2 separate regions of the Mus musculus genome follow, and region 2 is linked to region 1. A link is a contact called in public Hi-C data. All regions are on one chromosome and are shown on one strand. Each heading gives the region's core, a stretch centred on a gene start, on an enhancer-like site or on the middle of the called end of the contact. The rest is flanking DNA. Distances are from core to core; before and after follow the strand shown.

The links. Hi-C and Micro-C count contacts between places; a contact is called where the count stands out from the background.
Region 2: a Hi-C map of liver shows a contact between it and region 1, with 2.0 times the contacts expected there. The contact joins the promoter of Rabepk here to the enhancer-like site in region 1. A contact is called at or near these places in 1 of 39 promoter capture datasets (macrophages), 1 of 484 Hi-C or Micro-C datasets (liver), 2 of 115 datasets of contacts at active chromatin or transcription factors (both in embryonic stem cells) and 3 of 9 other capture datasets (adipose tissue, liver and pancreatic islet).

Annotation. Positions count from the first base shown.
Region 1 is chr2:34,734,694-34,741,921 of GRCm38.p6, reverse strand. The region is part of intron 2 of Gapvd1 (GTPase activating protein and VPS9 domains 1); the gene reads left to right. Among named protein-coding and RNA genes, the nearest start is that of Gapvd1, 17 kb to the left of the region's middle. Within about 2 kb of position 3,856, at least 14 of the 459 cell types and tissues checked have an H3K27ac peak or open chromatin away from gene starts, as enhancers often do. A contact at or near this core is called in liver, where this site is marked.
Region 2 is chr2:34,795,945-34,803,172 of GRCm38.p6, reverse strand. Rabepk (Rab9 effector protein with kelch motifs) reads left to right here and starts at 3,261. Exons shown (of 8, transcript NM_145522.4): 1 at 3,261-3,422; 2 at 5,740-5,798. The coding sequence starts at 3,405.

The DNA.
Region 1 (7,228 bases), core at 2,607-5,106:
TTTAGTCCTGAAGTCCAACTAAAACTTACATTGCCAGGCAGTTGGAAGCTTTTCAAGAAGGCTGGGTGTTGTCTGCACTCTGACTTATATATGAGTGCTTGTTCCAAGAGTGAGGGAGTTATTTCTTACATTTAATTAATTCATTCAGTTTCAAACACGTTTATATTATGGTCATACTCATCTCTCACTCAGCTTCTTCCATCCTCCTTTCCCTATAAGTCCCAATTCTAGTTCTACTAAGTGAGGCAACTGTAAGTAGTAATCTTAACCATAATAAGCTCTCATAGCTAGGAGACTAATGATTGGCTTAGTAGATAGACAGACACACACAAAGAAGAGGGGAGGAGAAAGATTGAGATTGTGTGTGTGTTACTAGGGAAACCAAATTTTTTTTTGTTTTTTTGTTTTTTTTTTTTTTGGTTTGGTTTTTCGAGACAGGGTTTCTCTGTATAGCCCTGGCTGTCCTGGAACTCACTCTGTAGACCAGGGTAGCCTTGAACTCAGAAATCTACCTGCCTCTGCTCCCAAGTGCTGGGATTAAAGGCATGCACTACCATGCCTGGCCTATGGGAAAACCAAATTTTAAAACTAAATATAACTAGATTCTCATCACAACTTTACATGTTACTAATTTGACTTTGGGAAATTAAATCGTTTTTTCTTTCCTCAGCCATGTAGCTCTGTGTTGTAATCAAAACTAGTTATGTATCATCAGGTGTGGTGGTGCACACCTTTAATTCCAGCACTTGAGAAGCAGAAGCAGTGAACCCTTCCATCTTGTTGATTTTTGAGACAGGGTTTTTCTGTGAAGCTCTGGGTATCCTGGAACTTGCTTTGTAGACCAGGCAGGCCTTGAACTCACAGAGATCCATCTACCTCAGCCTCTGCCTCTGTCTCCTCAGTGAGCTTCAAGACTCTGTCTCAAAACAATAACAAAAATCCCCACAAAAGAAAGCAAAACAAACAACCCCCCCCCCAAGACTTTAGATGGCTCTGTGGGTAAAGGGGTTTGCCACCGATGCTGAGAGCCTGAGTTCTATCCTAGGGTAGACAGACAGAACTGACTCCCACAGACTGTTGTCAGATTTCTGACTTCCACATGCTTTGTGACATTTTCCCCAGAACAAATAAAGGAAAAGTGAATACTTCTCTTCAGGACTGGAAGTGTTGGTGGAGTACATGCTTAGCATGCATATGGGTATAGGTTCAGCTTCTAGTGTCAAACTAAAACAAAGCAAAAGTCATACATAGTATTTCATGGATGAAATTGGAGTATTTAGGCACTCAGGTGATGCAGAGTGCAAGCTTGAAATGCTAGCTACTAATATTTCCTAACACCCGTGTACTTATTACCTCTAGTCAGTTGAAACTGTTCAACCACAGTCATTCTACATTGTCTCTATCTCTGTCTCTCTCCAGGTAGACACATTGTCACTGTAGCCTAGTTTGGTCTAACTTACTGTACAGCTCAGGCTGGCTTTGAACTTGCTACAACTCTTTTATATCAGCTCCCCCAAACCCCAAATGCTGGTATTATATGTATAAGCCACTGGCTATTGCCCTTTCTCTCCCTTTCTTTTTTTTTAATCTTTCTTATTTTATATGTATGGATGTTTTGCTGCATGTATGTATGAATACCCACATATGTCTGGTGCCTGTGGAGGTCAGAAAAGGGAGTTGGATCCCCTGAAACTGAAATTAACATGGTTGTATACCACCTTGTGGTGGCTAGGACTATAAACAAGGTCGTATGCCAGAATAACTAGGGCTCTTAACTGTTGTGTTACCTCTACAGACCTAGCTTTATATATGTTCATTGATGGGGACTGAACCCAGACAAACATTTTACTACTATGGTGCATCCCTAGTCAAGACCCTAGTTATTTCAAATAGGGTTTCTATAGCCTAGGCTAGTTTCAAACTTGGGATTCATCTGCTTCAGCCTCCTGAATGCTAGAATTACTGGTTTGTACCAACATGTTTGGCTTAGCTATAACTTCTGGTACCTTAAGATAAGGTTTGCTGTGGGTGATAGTTAACATAAAAGCTGGCTTTTCAGGGCTGAGTGTATTGCTTAGGTGTAGTGTTTGTCACTTGGGAGGGAGGTCATGGATTCAATCTCTTGGTCTGCAAGATCTGAAAAAAACAAAACCAAACAACCAACCAAAAAAAAAAAAAAAACAAAAAAACAAAAAACAAAACAAAACAAAAAAAACCAAAACCCTGGTGTTTCTTAAATAGTTCTGCTTAGGAAATATATTTACCTTGCTCCACATATGAAACTAGTGCAAATTTGTATAATGAAATGTTTTGTATTTTGTTTTTCTAATCTCAGAAACTAAAAGAAAAAAATATTATTGTGTGTTACAGAATGTTAGTGTGTTCTAGAACGTCATAGGCTAGTTGTTGCCTTTTCTAGGGAGTAGTTGACAGAGATTATGATACATTACAGCATTAATACTTTTCTCAAGATTATATTATTTTACTGAACTGAATGCTTGAATGTAAAAATATATTACTTATGTGATTAAAAATTCTTGCCAGGTAGTGGTGGTTCACTTCTTTAATACCAGACCTTGGGGGGGCAGATCTCTGAGTTTGAGGCCAGTCTGGTCTACAGAGTGAGTTCCAGGATAGCCAGGATTATACGGAGAAAAACAAAATGTCTTGAAAAATAAAACAAAAACAAACCAAAGTTTTGCCAGGTTCACACCTGTATCCTAGCATTCAGGAAACTGAGGCAGGAGGACTGCAGTAAGTTGGAGGCCAACTTGGCCTAAATAGTAAAGTTCAATGTCAGGCTGGAATGTATAGCAAAACTCTCTCACAAAAACAAGGGATCTCATTACAGATGGTTGTGAGCCACCATGTGGTTGCTGGGATTTGAACTCAGGATCTTCAGAGGAACAGTCAGTGCTCCTAACCGCTGAGCCACCTCTCCAGTCCCCTTGATCTCACTTTAAATGCTTTGCAAGTTTTGAGTCTTTGGAGCTAGTGATGGCTCAGCTGACGGAATGCTTCCTAGAATGCACACGACCCCAGGACATGGTGGTCTGTGTCTAGGGCACCAGGGAGGTGGATGCAGGAAGATCAGACATCTCAAAGCCATCCTCAGCTTTGTAGAAAGTTTGAGGCCATCCTCTTTTGAAAAAACTCTCTTCACTGTCTTCAAAAAACTCACAAACAAAACCAAATAAGCGTAGGTCCCATATTAGCAAACAGTCTGTCACATCTCCTTAATAATAACCTTGATTTTACTCAGGTACAGTGGCACTTTAATTCCAGCACTGGAAAATGGTGAACAAGGTCAACCTGGTGGTCTACATGGCTACCTAGTAAACCACCTCAAAAGAAAAACGAACAAACCATGTACATAACCTTGATATTTTCCACTTTCTCAAATGTTAAATTGTCCCCCCCCCCAAAAAAAAAAGAGTTTCTCTGTGTAGCCCTGGTTGTCCTGGAAATTACTCTGTAGACCAGGCTGGCCTCAAAATCAGAGATCTACCTGCCTCTGACTCCCAAGTGCAGGGGTTAAAGATGTGTGCCACCAAACCTGGCTAAAAGATTTAATTTTCATCCATTCTGCCATGTAATGGAGATGGAGGCTATCTTAATTGTAGTAGGGAAGTAATTAAAGCCTACACTGGCTTTTACTGACTTTATTAACAACATACTACATTTCTACTTATGATTTACAGTTCTCTCAGTTTTCTGTGTGGGACATCATCTTAACTTCAGGTCATATGACACTAGATGTCAGAGGTCACAGATCACATGGCAGAAGGTGTCAGAGGCCAACATGGTTTTGGTTTGTTTGTTTTTGTGACAGCGTCCTGGCTGGCCTTGGACTTGCTTTGTAGACCAAGCCTGCTTCAAACTCAGAAGTTGGCCTGCCTCTGCCTCTTGAGTGCAGGGCTTAAAGGTGTGCACCACCATGGTTGTAAGTGGCCAGTCTTCAGTGGTAGTCATCAGACCTACTCCAGTTTTAGTTTCCTCTCCACTTTATTGACTACTAAAGTGTCCTCTATAGTAAATGAATACATTGGATTTGGTTTAATGTTCACTCTCAAAATGTTAATAAAGGGATAGTGTTTGGGCCAAGGATGTAGTTTGGTGGTAGAATGCCTGGCAAGTACAAATATAATTTGTGAACCTGGTACATTATAAGTTACAAGGAGGATCCTGTCAACAGTAGGATTGCATTGCAGTCCTCTGTTCCTCAGAGAGAAGAGAGCATGGGAGGAAGACACAGAAAGAACCTACGATTAACCTAGGGAATAGGCTATTGATTTGAACTCTAAATGCTGCCTTACAGTTTAAAATTAGTAGATGCATTATTATAAATTGGGGTGCTTTTAATTAGAGATTCTTATAAAGTGTGAAATATTATTCTATCCCAAAATGTTATTTTGGGGTAATTTATATTTTTTGAGAGTCTTAAGCCCTCACTGCTCTCAAATTTGCATTGTATTTGACCTTGAACTTTCGATCTTCTAGCCTTTACCTCCTCAGTGCTGGGATTATAGTTGTGTGTCATTGTGTCCTGTTAACTGTTGACACTTGTACTAGATGTATTCTCCTTGGAACGTCTAGTGTAGTTTTCTAGTGTAGCTCAAAAATTATACTTTATCAGGTTTGTGCTTCCTCTCCATGCATATCCTCTGACGCATATGGATACTGTGGCATGTGTCCCTCCACCAATATACAATAATAATAAACTTAGAAGAGATAAACTTACTTATTAGAGGTTGGCAGTCTCTCTGTAGGGGCCAAATAGACTGTAGAAGACTGGTTATTATTTCCCCCTGCCTTCTTAATATGAAACCAGTTGTAGACAACATGACTAGATGGCATAGCTATGTTTCATAAAATCTTACTAAGGGGATGTAGAGGTGGCTCAGTGGGTAAGAGCATGTGCTGCTCCTGCAGATCTGTGTTTGATCCCCAGCACCCATACTGGGTGACTAAGCTGTGACTCTAGCTGCAGGGGATCCTCTGCCCTAATCTGGTCTCTGGGCACTGCACCCATGCTCATATACAGAAAGTTAAAAACAAATCTTTAACAGTTTTAGAGTCTGGGGCTGGAGAAATGGCTCAGCAGGTAAAAAAGTGCTGACCTTGCAAATCTGGCAATCTGAGTTTGATGTAAGATGAAAGAGATGGCTACAGATTTGTTCTCTGACGCATATGGATACTGTGGCATGTGTCCCTCCACCAATACACAATAATAATAAACTTCTTTTTGAGATGTGTTGCCCTAATTAACAGACCTGGAATGCTCTATGCAGACCAGGCTGGCCTTGCATTTGCTTGCTTCTACCTCCTGAGTGTGGGATCAAAGGTATGTGCCACCATGCCAGGCATAAATGGATTTTAAAAGTCTTTAGTAAGTTAAATTAAATGGGACATAAAACCACAAGTTATGAGCCTGGGAAAGGGAGTGGTAGGGTGGGAAGGGTTATTCATAGGGGTCGAGGATAATAGGGCCAGGGAACAGTGATTATTACATTATCTACGTGTATGAAATTATCAAAGAACAAACTTAATTAAAAAAAAAATCTCAAAAACAAACCCAAACCAACCTTTATGAGAAGTGATGCTGAAACAGCATGCCTTATTTCTAGCTGGCCTAAGTGATGGTTTGTTTTCAGGGCTTGTTTGTTTGTTTTTTGTTTTGTTTGTTTTTTGTTTTTCAAGACAGTGTTTCTCTGTGTAGCCCTGGAACTAATTCTGTAGCCTAGACTGGCCCCGAACTCACATAGATCCACCTGCCTCTGCCTTCCGAGTGCTGGGATTAAAGGTGTATGCCATCATCATGACTTCTTAAGAGGTGTTTTAACCATATGAGTTGAAAAGCTTAAATTATTCCTCAGTTTGATTTTATATAAAAATGTGGTAAGTGCTGTTGAATTTAAGTGGTCAGAGAGTAGTTTTTGACCCTTTCAAAATGGAATTAACTAATTTAGAAAATACATGCAAACTTTAGGGAAAATATGTATTTGCTATGGTTTATTATGGCTGAATCCTGATTATTACAATATTATTGTTACTGTTGTTTGAGACAGGGTCTTTTTTTTTTTTTTTTTTTTTGGTAGCTCTGGCTGGCCTGAAGCTCACTAGTAGTCCAGGCTGGCCTAGAACTTGCAGTGGTCCTCTTAAGACTCTAGTGCTAGCAGCGCAGGCACACACCATCATGCCCAGATGGTGCCAGTGGTTTGATGGCACTTGTGCTCTTCTTCAGAGTGATTTGTGGGGAAGTAAATACTAGCAAAGATGATTTGAAAATGATTTGTGTTTTCTCTGGTATCTGGAACTGGTGATAAATGGGTCTATCAGAGGCTCTCAGATTTTGAAGGACTTTTATTTTGCTGGAAACCCAGGAGGTAGATGGCAAAAGATGAAAATACAGTGTATTCCTTTAATCCTAGCACTCGGGAGGCGGTGGCAAGTGGATCTCTCTGTGTTTGAGGCCAGCTTGTCTTTTACAAAGTGAGTTCCAGGACAGCCAGGGCTACTCAGAGAAACCCTGTCTCGAAAAACCAAAAAAGAAAAAGAAGATGAAGCAAAAGCAAAGCACACGGTCAGTTCCAAGACAGTGATATAATTAGTTCTTCAGTCCAGAGGAGAGGTTTATCACTAGGCAATGTATAAGATTGCAAAGGTTCTTTGGGCCAGGCTATGGAAATTAAAGCATGTAGATAAGAAGCTATGAAAACACAGGACAGTAGAAATGAGGTCTTGGTTTTTGTAAAAGTACTCACACTGCAAATCTGAGATCAGCCAGTCTCTGGATTCTACAGTGAGAAGAGAGAACCAGGTCTTGAATGTTGCTCTCTTCCTTGCACAAGCGCACCATGCTGTGTGCACACACACATATGCATATGCACTAGTAAGTAAACAAATAATGTAATAGTGTAAAATAGTATTGGATAGGTGTGCTGAGGTAAGACTGATTTTGAATTTTAAGCTAAGGGCCTTTGAAATATGTTCTAAGAAATCAAAAATAACAAATATGAACATCTTTAATTCTCTCTCTGTGTGTGTATGTGTGTGTGTGTGTGTGTGTGTGTGTATCTGTGTGTGGTGTCATTGAGTGTGGTGATTATTTTTACCTACCTAGTGAGGCTACATTTAGATATCCTGGGCAATAGGAAACCTTATCTCAGAAAGGGACTGTGTGAGGGGGAGTAAGAATACAATCAAGAATTCAACCAATTGTCATTAA
Region 2 (7,228 bases), core at 2,012-4,511, 62 kb before region 1:
AGAGATAGACCTGATTGTGTCTCCCGAGTCCTGAAATTAAAGGAGTGCGCCACCATGGCCAAGCTACTTTAACGGTCCTATTGAACTGAGTAAGACCTACTTTGGAAAACCAAGAAAACGACACTTTGAGTTACAGGGGAACAGCTCAGAGGTCATAAAAACATTTGAACTTATTGATAAGCAACTGCTTGTTCACTTAAATAGCTCAGCAACGTGCTAAGAAACGGGATCCACATCCAAATTATCAGAAGAAAACTACCACTCCTAAGAAGCAATTTAGGGGAGTGGTGAAGCTGAGGCGACTTGTCATTCTCTCCCATTATGGTCGCATCGATCCCGCCCACCGGCTTCCACCTCTCAGGGTCTTAAACACACCGCGGCCGCGTCCCTGGAGCAGACAGCGGCTCCTGTTACCTCTGCTGGGAGGACCCCATCCCGGGAGCACTACCCGCTCGGCCCGGCTCCGTCTCCGGGAGGCCGAGCGAGTTAAAGTGAGAGTCTTTAAGCTCGGAGTCCCGTGAGGGTCAGGGGATCGTGACATCCCCCGGGATCTCCCCTCAAAGAACTGGACAGCATTCGGGGGATCCGGGCTCCCCTGGTTCTCCGCGTCACGCCGCCTCGGACCCGGTCCTTTCACACCGCGGAGCGCCCTCCGCCGGAAGGGGCTTGCCTCGCAAGCTGGACGGCCTCCGGCCCGGCTCACCTTCGGGTCGTTCTAGGGAAGGTACTTGCACTGCCGCGCTATCTCCACATACTTGTCCAGATTCAGCGGCGCCATTTTAGGGAGAACAAACCGCATCGCTGCCAGCGGCGGAGGCCGAAGCCGGAACCGTCCTTACGTCACGTCCGACCCGTGAGTGGAGTCTGCGCAGTGACGTCAAAGCCTGACTCTCTTCAGAACCCCGACACGCCCCGCGTCGGGTCTCCACGAGAACCCGGCTGTCCTGCTGATGAAACCTAGGACCTGTGGCTGTCTGCCGCGGGGAGTGCTGGGATTTGTAGTTTTAGTGAAAAGCTCTTCTACTCTTGCAACAGACTTCACCTTCGAAAAACTAGATGAGGCTTTTTCTAGGGAAGACCACAAAATGAGTAACTGAGAATTCCCTGGCTCTCCCACCCTGTAAAGCACCCTGTCGGTATCTTCAGTTAAAGTTGGAGTAAGTGGCCGGTCGGTGGTGGCTCACGCCTTTAATACCAGCACTTGGGAGGCAGAGGCAGACAGATTTCTGAGTTCAAGGCCAGCCTGGTCTACAGAGTGATTTCCAGGACAGCCAGGGTTACACAGAGAAATCCTGTTTCGAAAAAAACCAAAGAGGGGCTGGAGAGATGGCTCAGCGGTTAAGAGCACTGACTGCTGCTCTTCTAGAGGTCCTGAGTTCAATCCCCAGCAACCACATGGTGGTTCACAACCATCTGTAATGGGGTCTGATGCCCTCTTCTGGTGTGTCCGAGTATAGCAACAGTGTATTCATATACGTAAAATAAATAAATCTTAAAGAAAAAAAAAAGAAGAACAAAACAAAAGAATTTGTCTTGGTTGGTTTGTTTGAGTCATCTTTTTAGCCCCTTGACTCTCATTTTTAAAAACAGAATTCAAACATCCCTCCAAGAACTTAGAATGTGATTTCTAGTCTAAATGAATTGGTTTCTACAATGTAAACCATCTGATAGTCCATTTTTTCTTGATAATATACCCTTCCAGCATGGCTTCTTGGTGTAATCCAAACCAAAAGGCCCAAGGCACATTCTGGAGCTCTGAGAAGGACTCGCTGTCTAAATATATGTTGGGCACATGGCAGAGCCAACCTAGCCCTGATTCTCTCCAGAAGGAAAGCAGAGTGAGGGGCTGGCGAGACGGCTCAGCGGGTAAGAGCACTGACTGCTCTTCCGAAGGTCCCAAGTTCAAATCCCAGCAACCATATGGTGGCTCACAACCACCCGTAATGAGATCTGACACCCTCTTCTGGTGTGCCTGAAGACAGCTACAGTGTACTTACATATAATAAATAAATCTTAAAAAAAAAAAAAAAAGAAAGCAGAGTGAGTGCATACCTCTAAATTCTTTGGCAGTCTATGGGAGCTTTCTGATAATTACAGGCAATCACAAAGACTCAGGTATTGGAAATATAATGGCAAAGTTGTGAAGAGAGCTGTAGCCCAATTTTACTTTGTCCATGAATTTTGGTTATATTTTCAAGTAACTAAATAAATAAATTGGAGTGGGAGCATTGTAAATCTTTTCTGTAAATCACAGCATTTGTATGGTGGAGGCAGCAGAATCAGGAGTTCAAGACCATCCTCAGGTATACAGTGAGATGGGAGGCAAGCCTGGACTGCATGAGACCCTGTCTCAAAATTAAAACCCAAGTTTTTCTTTTACTTGCACTAGTAAATTCTCTAGACAGCTGTGTTCCGATATTGCTATTCCCATTCTATCTATGAGTAAACTAGGGTTCAGAGAGGAGCAGACTCGTCAGACATTTCCCATTTAGTGCGGGAGCTTGTTTGAAGCCAGTCTGTCTTCCCTCTCCCACTAAAGACACACTACTTCTGTTTCTAGGCTGTCTTGAGTTCTGAGGGAAGTTAGTGAGCTCAGAGTATGGTACTCTGTTCACACATAGGCACATAGGCGAGCTATCTTTGTTTTAGGAAAGTCACGGGGCACCTATAGCTAGGACATAGATCAGAGAGGATGCAGATGAAGCTGTCAACAGAGGTAGTTTGTGTCTAGATAAAAATAATCACGGCTTTTACAAAGGACCAGCTCTGGGCCTCCATAAAAATTCCCGACTACAACCTCTATGGAAATCTTAAAATTTGTGTGTCGCTGAGAGAAGACACCAAAAGTATTAATAACTTTCCCCAAGAACATACAGTGTCAATGAACTTTTTATTCTTCAGCGTTTACAATAGGACCTCCTAGTTGTCCTTCGTGTTTAATCTCTCTGCTCAGCCTGTGAGCTCCCGGAAAGCCCAGGGCCTGTGGTCTGGAACGTGCTGTAACCACAAACAGCGATTATGGAAATAACCCGCTTTAGGATCCACAGTTTGAACCAACCTCAAACCTGCACAGGCAAAACCTAGCATCCTATGGCATGCAGGAAATCTCACTCGGGAGCCTGAAGCAGAATTCAAGGTCAGCCTGGCTTACGTGAGTTCCAACCCATCCTTCCCCTTCAGAAGTCACTACTAAGGACTGCTGTAACAAACTCCGTCGGGACCCGAAATTGGAGTTATGGACCGGATGCCAACCAGTACGCAGAGTTCCGGGAGGCCCTGACTAAGTTTGGCGCGTAGTCCCGGAGACCCGGAGGCGTAGAGCGGTTGGCCTGGACGCGCTTCCGGGACTGGGGAAGAGGACGGGCTCCTAAGCTCCGCCCCATGGGTGGAGCCACGTCCAGGACATGCGGGGGCTGCGGCAGGTAATAGGTGCTGGGCTGGAGGTCTCTTAAGGCAGTAGGCTTGAACTGGGTGGGAGGGGTAGTACCCATGGTCTCCGGCCGGTCAGTTTTGGGGAAAGCTGGCAGCCATTTCTCCCTGACCCCGACTTCTTTCGCGCGGAGATGTGGCCGGCAGAGGGGACGCAAAGGAGGTGGCTAGGAGAGTCCCCGCCACGCCGGCCCCTCTAAGCTCTGGGCTGACCCTGTGGTCATTAGCCTAGCCCGCTTGTGGGCCTCATCGGCCCAACTCTCCTTTAATTCCCTTTCTTCATTCGTTTGTCCTTCACTTCTACACTCTGCAGGTCCATTGGTAAGTTATCGGAATGAATCAGAAGGCCGGACATGCTAACATTTTGGAATCTAGTTTCGATACTTTTCTGTTACTTTTATTTTGAGACAAGTCTCACTGTGTAGCTCAAGCTGGCCTCTGCTGCCTCAAGCCTCTCTAGTGCCATGTAGTGCACCACCATGCCTGGCCGATTACAGACTTTTAAATAGATAGTTACATTCAGGGATGTAAGGGTGTAGTTCAATTGGTAGACTGCCTGCCTATCGAGAACTTAGCCCTGGGTTTGATCTCCAGAAGGCATAAAAAGGTATGGTGGTGTTTGCCTGTAATTCCAGCTTTTGGGAGGTGGCAGCAAGAGAAGCAGAAGTTCAGGGTCATCCTTGGCTACATAATGAGTGGGGGCTAGCCTAAGGTACATAAGACCGTGTCTCTAAATGAGTAATGAGTTTAAAAGAAAAGATAATTACGTTCAGAATGACTCCTGTAATATGGTGGTTAAATGGATACAGTCATATATATTGTGGTCTAAACCCAAGTCCTGATTAAGCCTTCCTGCCGAGGGTGTATGTGATGTATATTGCTAATCCCTGAGGCAGGAGCAGTAACTTGAGAGACTGGAAAGGGGTAATCTCTTTAAATAACCTTTGAAATTTTCTGGGACTTGAACCCAGAGCTTTGCCCATGCTAAACAGACACTCTACCACAGAGCCATGCCAACTCCTTGAAACTGGCTTTAAATATCCACTAGCAGTGTGAAAATTTACAGGAAGGAAAGATAGGGGCGGCAGTAATTACCACAGAATGCTTGTTAATTTTATTAAATTCCCACTGGGTGAGGCAGTGCAAGTTATGAAAGTCAGAGGAGCAACAGAAAGCCCAGTATTGCAGGCAAGGCCCCAAAAAGCCACAGAGTGAGATCCTGTCCGAAAATAACAGCAAAAAGATAGAGACCAGAAAACTTGGTTTCTATGGCATGCTAGGGCCAAGGTGAGGCAGGGTTAGCCCTAGATGTCCTAGAACTCACTATGTAGACTAGGCAGGCATAGAAATCACAGAGACCACATGCCCCCACCTCTGCCTCACCGGTGCTGGGATTAAAGGTGTGCACCACTATGCCTGGCTCTCAAAAAAAAAAAGTTTAAATCCAATTTTTAAGTTAGCCTATAAAACAACATGTCTCATTATGCCGTTTTCATATGTTCTGATTTGCACCCGCTGCATGGCTGCCTTCCTTGACACCCTGTGAGTTCTTTATTTTGGAGGTGGTTCTTTCGGGTTTTGTTTGTTGTTTTTGTTTTTGCTTTTCAAGACACGGTTTTCCTGGATAGTCCTGGCTGTCCTGGAACTCACTCTGTAGACCAGGCTGGCCTCAAACTTCAGAGATCCTCCTGCCTCTGCCTCCTGGGTGCTGGTACTAAAAGTGTGTGCCACTACCACCTGGCTAACCTGTTTTATCTTAATAAAGATCTTAAGGCCTCTGACAGTTTGATGTATGTTCATCCCTTATGAGCCTTACAGACAGAAGGAAAACATTAGCTGAGAAACTTCAAAAGCTATGTTGTGTCAACAGCTGGAATGTAACTCAAGATAGACACTTACCTAGCATGCATAAAGCCCTGGATTATCACTGGGGGCCGGGGGGTGGGGGGGGGGCAGCTGGATATAGTGGTTACAGTACTGAGGAGAATTAGGCAGGAGAGTTGCCCAGAGTTGGAAGTCAGCCTGGGCTACTTGTTTCTGAACAAGAAAGAATTATCTCAGAAGTGTGGTAACGTTGATTCAGATTTGTCAGGCCTTTGAACTTCGTACATTCAACCTCAGAGATTTGGGGTGTTTGTTTTGTTTTGTTGTTTTTCTTCCTGGTTTCAACCTGGGGCCTTTCTCATCCTGGGCAAATGCTCTACCACTGAGCTCCTCCACAATCCAATAAGAAAGGTTTGAGAGGGGTGTGGTTGGGTTTGTTGTCTTGTGGGAAGATGTCTGAACACTCCCTTCCTCTCTTCTGCACAGGGCATCATGAAGCAGCTGCCCATCTTGGAGCCTGGAGACAAGCCCAGGAAAGCCACATGGTCTGTAAGGAAGGATTCAGATGCATATAAGAACTTGAGTTTTTGTTTCATGTAGTTTGCTAACACATCTGATTATCACTGCAAAGAGGTAGTCATGAAACTGTGGTAATGAGACTGAAACTGTCTGGGAAGATCTTCAGAGGAAAGATAGAGGGGAAATAATTATCAAAGAGCAGCTGTTAATTTTATTAAAATCTGTTTACCAGGAAGAATAAAGCACTGGCCATCTGGCATCCTCAGCTCCATCCCTCAGGTCCTCCTCTAAGCTGAGACTTTAGGGAATTTGGATTATTTGGCTTTTGTTAAACCCTTCATTCAGCAACTCATAGCGACTAACAGTGATGAGACTGTAAAAGCTCCGAAGCCCTAAGGCAAATGGTCCCTATGTATTGAAGCTAGAGGCAGAGCAAGTGATGGAGTGTGACCTGCACTGAGGGGATCCCAGAAGGGTGGACAAGGTCCCACTGACTCCAACTGAGCCTCCATGCCCACTTCCCACAATTACCTTGCTCCAGAGCCATCACACGTGCTCTGGAGACATGCTCCGGGGTAAAACCCAATAGAGAACTGGCAATGTAGCTTGGTTATAGAGCTCTGCTTAGTATGAATAGTTCCATCCCTCTCCCTGAACAATACGACAAAGCAGGAACCTTAAACGAGGCCCTGCATATCCTGTATGTACCTGTCCATCCAACTTCAGATGTCTTTATTTATTTATTTTGCTGTTTGATTTGTTGTTGAGACAGATTCTCATGTAGCCCAGGTTGGCTCCGAATTTTGAGCAATCCTCGTTTCCTAGCCTCCCAAGTGCTGGGATCACAGGCATGGCCACCAAGATTAGCTTTGTTTTGTTTTGAGACGGACTATCAAGTATTCAGGTGGATTGCTGAGAATCCAAGGCTAGCCTGGATGATGGAGTAAGATGCTCTCCAGAAAACAATAAAGACAGAAAGAACTTTTATGTTAAAACTTTTCTTTGACTGTGAAAACAAAGAAGGGGTATTCATGAACACAAATCCACATGCAGGACAGATCCGGACAAGAATGAGAGATCCTGTAATCACTGATAGGGATGGAGATGGGTGTCCATAGAAACCACCAGGACAGATGAATCAGAAAAGCAAAAAGGCAGAGGGAAAGGGATTCCTAGGATACTGACAGTTCTGAGGGGGCTGGTGGGAGACACGTCAGAGAGGAAAGGAAACAGCTGTCAGAGGGAAGTACACACCCGGAGGAAGAGGTGCGGAGAATCTAGGTTCTGGAAAAGGTGAAGGAAAGTGGGACGTTCAGGAGCACCAACATCAGAGAGGTCAAGCAAGACAGGAGCTGGAGTCAGGATATATCCATGTTCACTGTGTGCCCTGGCCCACACCTATAGCCCCACACTTGGGAGATAGGGGCAGGACTATCAGGGATTTAAGGTCATCCTG